Regions from separate parts of the Mus musculus genome. Here region 1 is linked to region 2. The links are chromatin contacts, called in public HiChIP or PLAC-seq maps. All regions are on one chromosome and are shown on one strand. Each heading gives the region's core, a stretch centred on a gene start, on an enhancer-like site or on the middle of the called end of the contact. The rest is flanking DNA. Distances are from core to core; before and after follow the strand shown. Region 1 overlaps Plcl2 (phospholipase C-like 2). Region 2 has its middle 29 kb from the start of Gm31015.

The links. HiChIP or PLAC-seq counts read pairs in DNA pulled down with a chosen protein or histone mark.
Region 1: a BATF HiChIP or PLAC-seq map of CD8 T cells shows a contact between it and region 2, with 9 read pairs. The contact joins two enhancer-like sites. A contact is called at or near these places in 1 of 15 datasets of contacts at CTCF or cohesin (CD8 T cells), 4 of 484 Hi-C or Micro-C datasets (B cells, CD8 T cells, effector CD8 T cells and 1 more) and 2 of 115 datasets of contacts at active chromatin or transcription factors (CD8 T cells and bone marrow-derived macrophages).

What each region holds. Positions count from the first base shown.
Region 1 is chr17:50,567,024-50,572,790 of GRCm38.p6, reverse strand. All of the region lies in intron 1 of Plcl2 (phospholipase C-like 2), which reads right to left. Among named protein-coding and RNA genes, the nearest start is that of Plcl2, 60 kb to the right of the region's middle. Within about 2 kb of position 2,395, at least 44 of the 459 cell types and tissues checked have an H3K27ac peak or open chromatin away from gene starts, as enhancers often do. A contact at or near this core is called in CD8 T cells, where this site is marked.
Region 2 is chr17:50,450,521-50,456,042 of GRCm38.p6, reverse strand. No RefSeq gene overlaps it. Among named protein-coding and RNA genes, the nearest start is that of Gm31015, 29 kb to the right of the region's middle. Within about 2 kb of position 3,947, at least 15 of the 459 cell types and tissues checked have an H3K27ac peak or open chromatin away from gene starts, as enhancers often do. A contact at or near this core is called in CD8 T cells, where this site is marked.

The DNA of each region.
Region 1 (5,767 bases), core at 1,146-3,645, 120 kb before region 2:
TCTATGAAGGCAACTAATACATCATCAAGTTCAAGGAGAAAAAAAACTACAGACTGTCAGTCACCAGACACTGTTGTGGATGCCAACAAGTGCTTACTGACAGAAGCCTGTTATAGCTGTCTCCTGAGAGGCTTTACGAGTGCCTGACAAATACAGAAGTGGATGCTCACAGCCAACCATTGGACTGAGCACAGGGTCCCCAATGGAGGAGCTAGAGAAAGGACCCAAGGAACTGAAGGGGTTTGAAGCCCCATAGGAGGAACAACAATATGAACCAACCAGTACCCCCAGAGCTCCCAGGGACTAAACCACCAACCAAAGAGCACACATGGTGGGACTCATGGCTCCAGCCGCATATGTAGCAGAGAATGGCCTAGTCAGACATCAATGCAGGGAGAGGCCCTTGGTCCTGTAAAGGCTCTATGCCTCAGTGTAGAGGAATGCCAGGGCCAGGAAGTGGGAGTGGGTGAGTTGGTGAGCAGGGGGGTGGAGGGGGTAGAGGTTTTTCAGAGGGGAATCCAGGAAAGGGTATAACATTTGAAATGTAAATAAAGAAAAATATCAAATAAAAAATAAAATAAATAAAAAAAAGAAATAATGTGAAAAATTTTATACACATTCAGGCCTTAATCTAGCAAAACATCACTGTTTTCTTTGTTCACCACCATCAACTACTCCTCAATGACTCATGAGTCATTTTGTGAGAGTGATAAGAAGAATTCTACTATTGATATCATATAAGCCGATTAACCTCCAAATTAATTTTCTCCCAACAATTTTTAACAATTGAATCCTTACTTAAAAATTTTCATTAGAATTATTTATTACATTTTACATGTGCATGTTTATCCTATATGTATCCTATATGTATGCATACCACATAAACGCTTGGTACCCATGAAGGTCAGAAGTGAGTATCAGATCCCCTGAAACTAAAGTTGCCAATGGTTGTGAACCACTATGTGAGTGATGGAATTCAAACTAAGGTCCTCTGAAACATCAAGGAATGCTCTTCACCTCTGCGCCATCAATCCAGACCAGGAAAGAGATTTTTATAACTAGAAAACTATTCATAGTCAGCAACTAAGTTTTGATTTGAATTTCTTAAGAGGAAAGAGTAAAAAAAACTTTCTGAGGAAAGCCAAGGAGAAAATAATTAAAATCTTGCCAATTACTGAAGTAACATACAGTTTTGTGGCAAACATTTGCACTCATTAACTTAGTTAACAGAGGGATTCATTGAAAGTGGAAGAAAAGAAGGAAACAAAATTCACAACTAGTTGAAAGCACACACTCACACAAACAATACCGATACACGTGTGGCATGCAGGGTGATAAAAGTATTGTGATGGAAAGTAAAACAAGAGATGGGGAGACAAGAGCTGCTCTGAGTGTGTGTGTGTGTGTGTGTGTGTGTGTGTGTGTGTGTGTGTGTATGGCAACTTGGGGAGGAAAGAGTTTATTTTTACTTTATAATTCATCATCAACAAAACATAGTCCATCATCAAAACAGGAAGGGCAGGCAGACAAACCAGAAACCCGGAGGCAGGAACTGAAACTGAGATCCTGGAAAGTGCTGCTTACTGGCTTGCTCCCCATGGCTTGCTCACTCTGCTTTCTGATACAATCTAAGATCACCAGTTCAGGTGGCACTGCCCACAGTGGTCTGAGCCCTCCAACATCAATTATTAATCAAGAAAATATCCCCACAGGCTTGCCTCCAGGCCAATGTGATAGAACAGTGACTCAACTTTCCACATGCTGCAACCTTTAGCACACTTCTTCATGTTGTGGTGACCCCCACCCCAACCATAAAAGTATTTTCTTTCCACTTCATTACTGTAGTTTTGCTGATGTAATGAATTACAATTCATGCAAATATCTGTGGTTTTGGATGCTATTAGGCTAGCCCCGTGAAAGGTTCATTTGAATTCCCCAAAAAGTTGTAACCCATAGGTTGAAAACTGCTGTTGACAGAGGGATTTTTTTTCGATTGAGGTTCACGCTTCAAAGATGACTAACTTGTTCCTAATTAACAACAACCACCACAACAAAGCCCCTAACAACACAACTGATCTCTTGACGACTTGACCTATAACCACACAACTACTAAGCCTTAACCTTTCCTTTCTTGTTTATTCTCTTTGCTACTTCCATTGATATAATACTTAATGTTAATATGGCAACACTAAAAAAGTGTAACTTTAAAATACTCAATCACACAACTATAAACTATAACCTTTCCTTTCTTATTTATTCCCAATTAATACCTAATGTAAATGTCACATTAAAAAGTCTAACTTTAAGGCCGGCACATTGTAGAACATAGTGTGAAATGCACATTGTAAAACACAGGATGTTAATGAATTGCACTGAAAAAGAGAAAATGAGAAATGCACAGTGTAGAACACAATATAAAAAAAAAAAAAGTCTAACTTTGGGCTGGTGAGATGGCTCAGTGGGTAAGAGCACCCGACTGCTCTTCCGAAGGTCCAGAGTTCAAATCCCAGCAACCACATGGTGGCTCACAACCATCTGTAACGAGATCTGACGCTCTCTTCTGAAGACAGCTACAGTGTACTTACATGTAATAAATAAATAAATCTTTAAAAAAAAAAGAAAATTGAAACAAGTATAAAAAAAAGTCTAACTTTAAGAGTCCCATAGTCATTTTTAAAAAATCGCTCTAAAAATCAGAATCTTTAAAATATCTAGAATATTTTTAAAATATTTTTTGAAATTAAAATATGATCACACCTTTTCCCCTCTTCCCCTTCTCCCTCCACACTTTCCAATGTTACCCTCCCCACCCTGGCCAAAGGGTCAGCTGCAGAGCTTCAGGTACACAGAACCAGCTGCTTGGAAAGTCTCTCGGATTCTTCACTGCCCACTCAAACCCATTCCTACACACACACACACACACACACAGACACACACACATACATTCTTGGTTTTATGTAGAAATGTATTCCAACAAGGGCCAATGAAACTAAAAACAAACAAAAGCACTGCACAGTCTTTCACGGGGAATTGCTTTTTCTCAAGGCAGTGGCTTCCACATTGCAGGTCGGTCTCTGTAGATGCCCAGTCCCACTCTAGATGAAATTTAAGACTGAACAGCAAATGGGGGGGGGGGGGCTAGGCTCCATGTATTTCTTTCCAAGGCTTGGTGGGTTTGGGGTGGCAGGAGTTGTTTGTTTGTTTGTTTGTTTGTTTGTTTGTTTTTGGAATGCCTCCTCTTTCTTCTGTAGGCAGTGATCACTGAAATGAAACTGACTATAGTTCTAAATTCCACGTATTATTTTATGGCCTTTTAAAATCCATTAAAGGACAGAAACATTTATCCTACCCAATTATCCAAAAGTGTTATAAAGCCATTAAAGCTTTTAAAAAACAGATCTACACATGATTAATTGTCCAGTGTAAGCAAGGTTCTCTGTTTTGGCAAAAGACTTTCTATAATTCACCACTTAAGCAATGAGTAAAAATACAGTTAACAATGAATTAACACAATTTGGACTGAAAAGTGGTGCTAAATATTATGCAAGACAAGTACATTTTAACATGGAACAACAGAGCATGCATAAACCATTATCTTTCAAACTTACATAATATTTCTATCATGTTATCAAAAGGTACAGTGTAAAACTGTCACTTGTCACCCAAAATTAAATCTCCACATAACACTCACTGGGGAGACTGAAGCTGGAGCATGGCTCTTCAGACTCGCTTTATCTATACTGTCAGTGTTAACAAAGAGGAAACATCTTTAAAACTAAGCAATAATGAGGAGGAAATTAAACCACATGTGAAGAAGTATACCCCAATTTCTAGTCTAAGTATGCAACCCACAGCGATTACAGTACATAGTCAAATAGAGGTTTTGATCTTCCAAATTTCTATGACAGGTGGGGTGCTTCATTTGAATAAGCTAAATGTTTGCAAAATGTCACAACCAGAGAATCTCATGATCAGCATTGTCTGAAGGGCAGGCAGGCATTTTAAGAAAGACTTTTATTGTTCTTTGATATACACACCAACACAGAAAAGCTAAGTGTAATAATTATAACTGATTTGCCCTATGATTCCTGTCTTTGGCTTGGAATCTATAGAGACCAGTCTTTTTAGAAAGAGCCCTCTCAGCTGAGCATGCTTTTAATCCCAGCACTCAGGAGGCAGAGTTCTGAGTTCAAAATCAACCTGGTCTAGAATAAATTTCAGAAAAGCCAGGACTATGCAGAAAAACCCTGTCTCAAAAGCAAGAGAAAAGAGAAGAGAAGAGAAGAGAAGAGAAGAGAAGAGAAGAGAAGAGAAGAGAAGAGAAGAGAAGAGAAGACCTTTGAGTCTCCTCTTAACCTATCTCCAGATCTCAATTTACTAATTTAACCTTTTTTAAAAAATTATATTTATTTATTACTAATTAATTTTTAATGTACCAAAGTAATTAGTGATGTTGAGTTCTAGGAGCCTATTCTTGTTCTGAAAACAAATACCTGCTTTGTAAGACCATATAAAATTCAGCCAGAGGCTTTGCATGGTGGCCCACACCCTTCAACCAAGCTGAGACAGAGACAACACTGTGAGTTCGAGGCCAGACAAGCCAAGGCTATATACATTGTGATACACTGTCTCAAAAAACAAACAAAAGAGTCAAAATTTTCAGGGAAATGCAAATCAAAACAACCCTGAGATTCCACCTCATACCAATCACAATGGCTAAGATCAAGAACTCAGGTGACAGCAGATGCTGGCGAGGATGTGGAGAAAGAGGAAATCTATTCCATTAGTGGTGGGATTGCAAAGCTGGTACAACCACTCTGGAAATCAGTCTGGAGGTTCCTCAGAAAATTGGACATAGTACTTCCTGAGGACCTATCTATACCACTCCTGGGCATATACCAAGAAGATGCTCCAACATGTAATAAGGACTCATGCTCCACTATGTTCATAGCAGCCTTATTTATAGTAGCCATAAGCTGGAAAGAACTGAAGAATGGATACAGAAAATATGGTACATTTACACAATGGAGTACTACTCAGCTATTGAAAACAATGAATTTATGAAATCCGTAGGCAAATGGATGGATCTGGAGGATATCATCTTGAGTGAGGTAACCCAATCACAAAAGAACACACATGATATGCACTCACTGATAAGTGGATATTAGCCCAGAAGCCCAGAAGCTTGGAATACCCAAGATACAATTCACAAACCACATGAAACTCAAGAAGAAGGAAGACCATAGTGTGGATACTTCAATCCATCTTAGAAGGGGGGAACAAAACTCCCATGGGAGGAGCTACAGAGACAAAGTTTGGAGTAGAGACTGAAGAAATGACAATCCAGAGACAGACTCACCTGGGGATCCATCCCATATACAATCACCAAACCCAGACACTGTTGTGGATGCCAACAAGTGCTTGCTGACAGGAGCCCGATATAGCTCTCTCCTGAGAGGCTCTAACAGTGCCTGACAAATACAGAAGTGGATGCTCACAGCCATCCATTGGACTGATTATCGGGTCCCCAATGGAGGAGGTAGAGAAAGGACCCAAGGAGCTGAAGGGGTTTGAAGCCCCATAGGAGGAACAACAATATGAACCAACCGGTACCCTCAGAGCTTCCAGGGACTAAACCACCAACCAAAGAGCACACATGGTGGGACTCATGGCTCCAGGTGCATGTGCAGCAGAGGATAGCCTAGTTGGATATCAATGGGGGGAAAAGGCTCAATGTCCCAGTGTAGAGGAATGCCAGAGCCAGGAA
Region 2 (5,522 bases), core at 2,698-5,197:
GTTAGCAATGCTATCAGGACCTGAAGATGCCAGGTGGCAGCTGCCACACCTTGCCGGTTACCAATCAGCAACCAACAGTTGGGCCTGACCAAACAACTGTCCTAGCCTCTGGCTCCTGATCTTCGGTTGATTATAAATAGAAGCTTGGTGCCATGAACAAGAACAAAGTACTCGATCCAGCTATCCGGGAAGTCTGGCCGAACACAGCAGAAGCTTGAGCATCGGGATGAAGCTTGAGAGTGGAAAGACCCCGAGTCTGAGAAGAGGGAGGGCGTGCCAGCAGGAGACATCTGCAGCCAGGAGCGACGGGTGTTCTCATGTACTCTCGACTTAGCTCTGGACTGAAGATGAAGTCGTGTGGAAGGCTGAAACTCTCAACATGTAAAGTCCTCTTGGCTTGCCAGATAACAACTGTTAGAGCTTCCTTAAGAAAATAGGAGAGCGAATCCAAACTATGGTGCCAAGCTTTTCCATACCAAAATTGACACCAGCCCATGATTCTGCTTCATGTAAACTAACCACTTGCCATATTTCCCATTAGAGGCAAAACCCTATGCCTGAGTTATTTTGTTCTTTTATGTGCTCCGAGTTATCCCAAATAGGAAGATATTTCCTTGTGTCCTGGGGCCCAAAACCCATAATCATCAGCAGGAGTTTGGGTTTATGGGTGGTCTACTGTTGGAGGAGACTCTGGGTCCACTCGTACACTCTGGATAAAATTCAAAGAAGCCACCAGGAAAGGAAAGAGCATAAAGGAGAACAAAACCACAAGCTGAGCTGAGTGTAAGCAGCAGAGAGATTTAGCTGTCTTGTCCTTACCCAGGACACACTCAGAGGTTGAGGCGAAAACTCAAGCACTCCCAGGGGCTTCTCCAGTACGAGTCTCCTTTCACCAGAGACAGCTGGGCACGTCCTTCATTGCCGACAACTGGAACAAGAATGTAGGGACAGAACCAGCCACACTGTGGACTTGGTGAGCCTCCAGGGAGTTGTGTGTGTGTGTGTGTGTGTGTGTGTGTGTGTGTCTGTGTCTGTGTGTTTCCATCCAGCACAGCTCCTTCCTTCCAGGGGAATCTGACTGGTGCTCAGATAATAGTCTCTAAAATTAAAAGGTACGCAAGTAGTTATACTTTGAGGCTTGAGAGACTGAAAGCCACTGGGGAATTTAGTAAGGCTTCTGTTTGGTCCTTGATCACCTCACCTGTGTAGATGTAAGTCCTGTGAAATCTGCAAGACAAGTAGGGCACAGGATGGGGACTCTGGGTCTTCCTCCAAAGCCGGGCGGGCACTCTCTAGCACATTGGACACACTGGAGATTTGAAGCACTTCAGTGGTGGCCTTTCCTTTGTTTCAGGAATAATGAGTTTATTTATTAACATCTCCCTGTGTGGAGACATTCATTAGAGTTTCTTGATTGTCTTTCTTTTTTCTATTTTTTTTTTTTTTTTTTGCAGGACATGTTATTTGTTTGGGGGATTTTTTGTGTTGTTTTTGTTGTTGTTGTTACTGTTGCTGCTGATGCTGTTAGTTTTAGAATGGGGTCTCATATAGGGTAGACTGGCCTTGAACTCCTTGATCTTCCTGTCTCCACCTTCCAAGTGTTGAAATTAGAGGAATGAGGCCAGGCTTAGCACTCTTGGTTGCTTTTCATTCTTAAAATTAACCTCCATCAAGCTTAGAGGGTCCCTTGCTCTTCCATTGCAGAAGCCTCCCCCGACTCCCTCTGCTAGTCTAGTCCTAGCAGGTTCTATGACTTTGACCTCATGACTCAGGTCACTCCTCTCTGAGAGGTTCTGAGAAAAACCACTATTATCTCAGCAAGGAAGGTGTATTCTCTCACAATCTGGTACTTGGAAAGCAAACGGAGAAAGTGTGATAAACAGTACTTGGCAGAATTTTCCAGTTGCACAAATGTGTCTCAGAAGATAGCGTAGGAAAATTATAGGGAAACGGGGTGAGCCTCCTGTAAGGCTGACTTTGCACAATACAGATTCTCAGAATGGCCCACTGGAAGCTTTGGTCAAACAGCCTTTATCTTGAAGACCTTTCTAACTACTATTAGAAGCTGATAACTGCGTCAAAGAAAATCTTAAGAGTGACGACATTCAGAGGGAAAAAGAAAACTTGGAGAAAGTCCATTCCTACATTTTTACACACTAGGAGATGGTCTGCTGGCCCCACCCCATACAGTTGTTCTCCTTCAAATAATATCTGGTGTGTAGTCCAGGTACCCCTGGCATCTAGATGGGAGGTGCCAGTTATTTGGGCATATTCCACACTTGGTAGCTTGGGTTTTGCTTTGTTGATAGAGTCCTGACTTCCATGGTACTACTCCAGGCCCTCCAGTGGCTTACCCAACCAGGGCCAGCATGCATGTCATCTGAGTTCCTCATCCTGGGCTCCAGCTCCATTTCCCACCCATTCCCAGACACCCCAAAGTTACCTAGAATGATGGACCCTTCCTCAGTCAACATAGTATGTAGGGTGACCAATGAGGGCCACCAAGTTGCCCACCAACCTAGACCTTCAGCTACCAGCTGACAAAGTGTGATCAACACAGATGTGGGTGATGCCACTGAAGAGGACACTTCACTTGGGTTTTCAGGAGCAGCAGGACAGACACTAATAATTACCGCCCACATTTGTCTGTGTGATGGTGGAGCCTGGATGGACAGACTTGACTCCACGGGCAGGAACTGCAAGCTGCAGGCTGTAGGCAGGATCTTTTGTCTTCAGGGAAAGCCTTAACTCTGCCTATGGTGCTTTTGGATCAGGGATACCCAGATCACTGAGGGAACTCACCCCTCTTCCACACCTGGGCAGGTTATTGAATTATCTGTGATTGTTTCCTTACTCACAGTAACACATGAAGCTGGCCACCACAGAGGAACACGTGCTTTGTCTTATTTTCATTAAGAAAGGGTCTCTTGTTTCAAATTCAATATACAGCTGAGAGTGATGTGGAACTCTTGATTCTTCTGCCTGCCCCCTGAGTGTTAGGATTCCATGCCTGTATCAACAGCTTGGGACACCTCTCTTGATTCCCTATGGGGATAGTTCCATACTGAAGAGGCCTCAGTGGTCCCAACTAATTTAATCACAGTATCAAATAGAAAGTGGACAAAAAAATTTTACTGCATGAATCAGGTCACAACAGGATCGTGGATACGGCACAAGATATGAGCTCATCTCTCTGTAGACAGTAGGACCCAGGCAGAGCCCAGGGAGTGTGTGAGCAATTGCTAGGTTTGGGTCTGGGACACACACTATACCTCACCAATTTTATCTAAGCAAAGGAAGTTAACTTGCATCAAGGACCTCATGGAAGGGGAGGATACACGTGAAGAAGTCAGATGCTCTACAGCTGGTGGGAAGTTTGGCAAACAGCTATGAGGAGGGACAGCCAGTCTTCCTTTACAGTCTCCCCTGCCAAAACTCTGCAGCCCCAACCCCAACCCCAACCCCAGCCAAAATGAGAAAAGTGGGAACCAGCAGCTACAACCAGAGTGTACAGGTTGGGGCTGGTGAGGCTTAGACACCAGATTGCTGTCTACAGGCCTTGGGAGGAAGTGTTCTCTTCCCTTGTGATCTCTTGCTCAGCAAACAACTGTGCTAGCCTCCAAGCTTCTAGACCTCAGAAAAAGTTTACTGTGACTGGAGCTGAACCCTTAGTGTACTCTGTCCACAGGAGCTGTCTACAGCTCAGAACATCTTACAGGGATGAGAAAGGAAGACTCCTGAGCCTTTGGGAAACTCATGGGGTCAACCAGCATGGGGTCCTGGGTCAGTCAATTCCAGTGATCCCTGGTCCCTTAGGAACTGAGGGAGTGAGATGCTCTGACACATAGTTTTGCCAAAATATTAACACACATATTATTCCAAAGTATTATGAAGTACTAAGGCAGAAGATGCAGAGATGAGTAAGAAGTTCTTGTATCACTCCCAGGGGCCCACTGTGCCCTGCCAGGATGAACATCCTGCTAACACCAGCTCTTTTTATTGATGCTCTCGAAGTATTCTATTAATCAAGCTATAATAGAGAGAACATCAGATTTGCTGGCTGAGTGCTGAAAAGACAACACAGCCTTCATCATCCCCCCTCCCCTCATTTTATGTCTAGATCCCACAGAACAGCTTCTGGCCAGCAAGGAAGCTAGAATGTAGTTGATTCGTCAGGATAAAAAGAGAATAAAAAACCAGCCAGGAACATCACAAGGGAGCTTAGCCAAGGCTCATTTCTCCAAACAGCTGCCAACCCCTCCAGCTGAATGTAGACTTCATGTTTTTGCCTCCATTTATGGGGAGAAATGTGGGAGAAGGCCAGCTCAGTTTATTACCATTTGATGGTTGCCTCCACTAATATCAAGAGGCTGAGTCCAACCACACTGGCTTTTCCTGGACGCTACGGACTGGTCTGCTCTGCTCAAATATGATACTATTGTAATGGGAACATACCAGCTACCTCATTCTCCAGGAAGTCAACAGTAACAAGGAAAATCACCACTGAGAGGACGAGTTCATTTCCAGATACCCTTATCCAAATGGGCTGGGGCTGTGATGTGTAGTGTGCAGAAAATATGACCTGCTAAGGAAAGTGGACATTTGCTGCCACAAAAAAATGTTTAACTCAAGGCTGCTGAGATGGATCAGCTTACCTTCTAATCTTCCATAGGTCAGGAGATCCTAATCTACCATGTAGCTTTGCACCTAAGAACACAAAAGCTGGAGGTACATCTACCTTAGGCATCTCTCCCCTTCTTTCCTCACTTCTCACCACACAACAAAGTTACAGACCCATAAATAACTGTATGGAAGTTACCTAGAAGCAGAAGAAAGTGAGTATTTGGGAGTCTCCTCTGCCTTTGCTGCCCACAGGAACCCCAAGAGCAATATGGCCGTGGTAACTGTTTATCTGATGTTCAACTGTTTTCGTTCTTCAATGAAATCTTACAGTTTTGTTTCTTGGTTTTCTTTTCTTTTCCTCTTTTCTTTTCTTTGCTTATCTTTCCTTGTCCTCGCCCCTGTCCCTGTCCCCGTCCCCGTCCCCGCTCCTCTCCTCTCCTCTCCTCTCCTCTCCTCTCCTCTCCTCTCCTCTCCTCTCCTCTTCTTTGTAGCCCAGATTAAAGTTCCCACCTCAGCAGGCTGAGCACTGGAACTACAGGCATATACCAACACAATGGAGTCTTTTCTAAGAACATTTTATGACAAATCCTGTCCCACACTTGAGCGAATACCATCATCGAATCATCAAATACAATGGATCCCACCAAGTGTCCTTTCTCATTTGTCTGAGTTCATTTGACCATAGAAGCAAACATTGCTTCTCTGACCTGGACACTTAGAACTCTGCCCTTCCAAGTCTATCCATGGGACAGCCACAGGGTACTTTATAAAACAGAATCAAGCATGTTCTGTCGATTCGGTTCTGTTCTAAGCCTTGCACTTCACTCAGCAAACCTGAAGTGCTCAGTTATGGGGTGGTCTCTGTGTCACAAGAGGAGCTGACTGTGACCCTCTGGGCC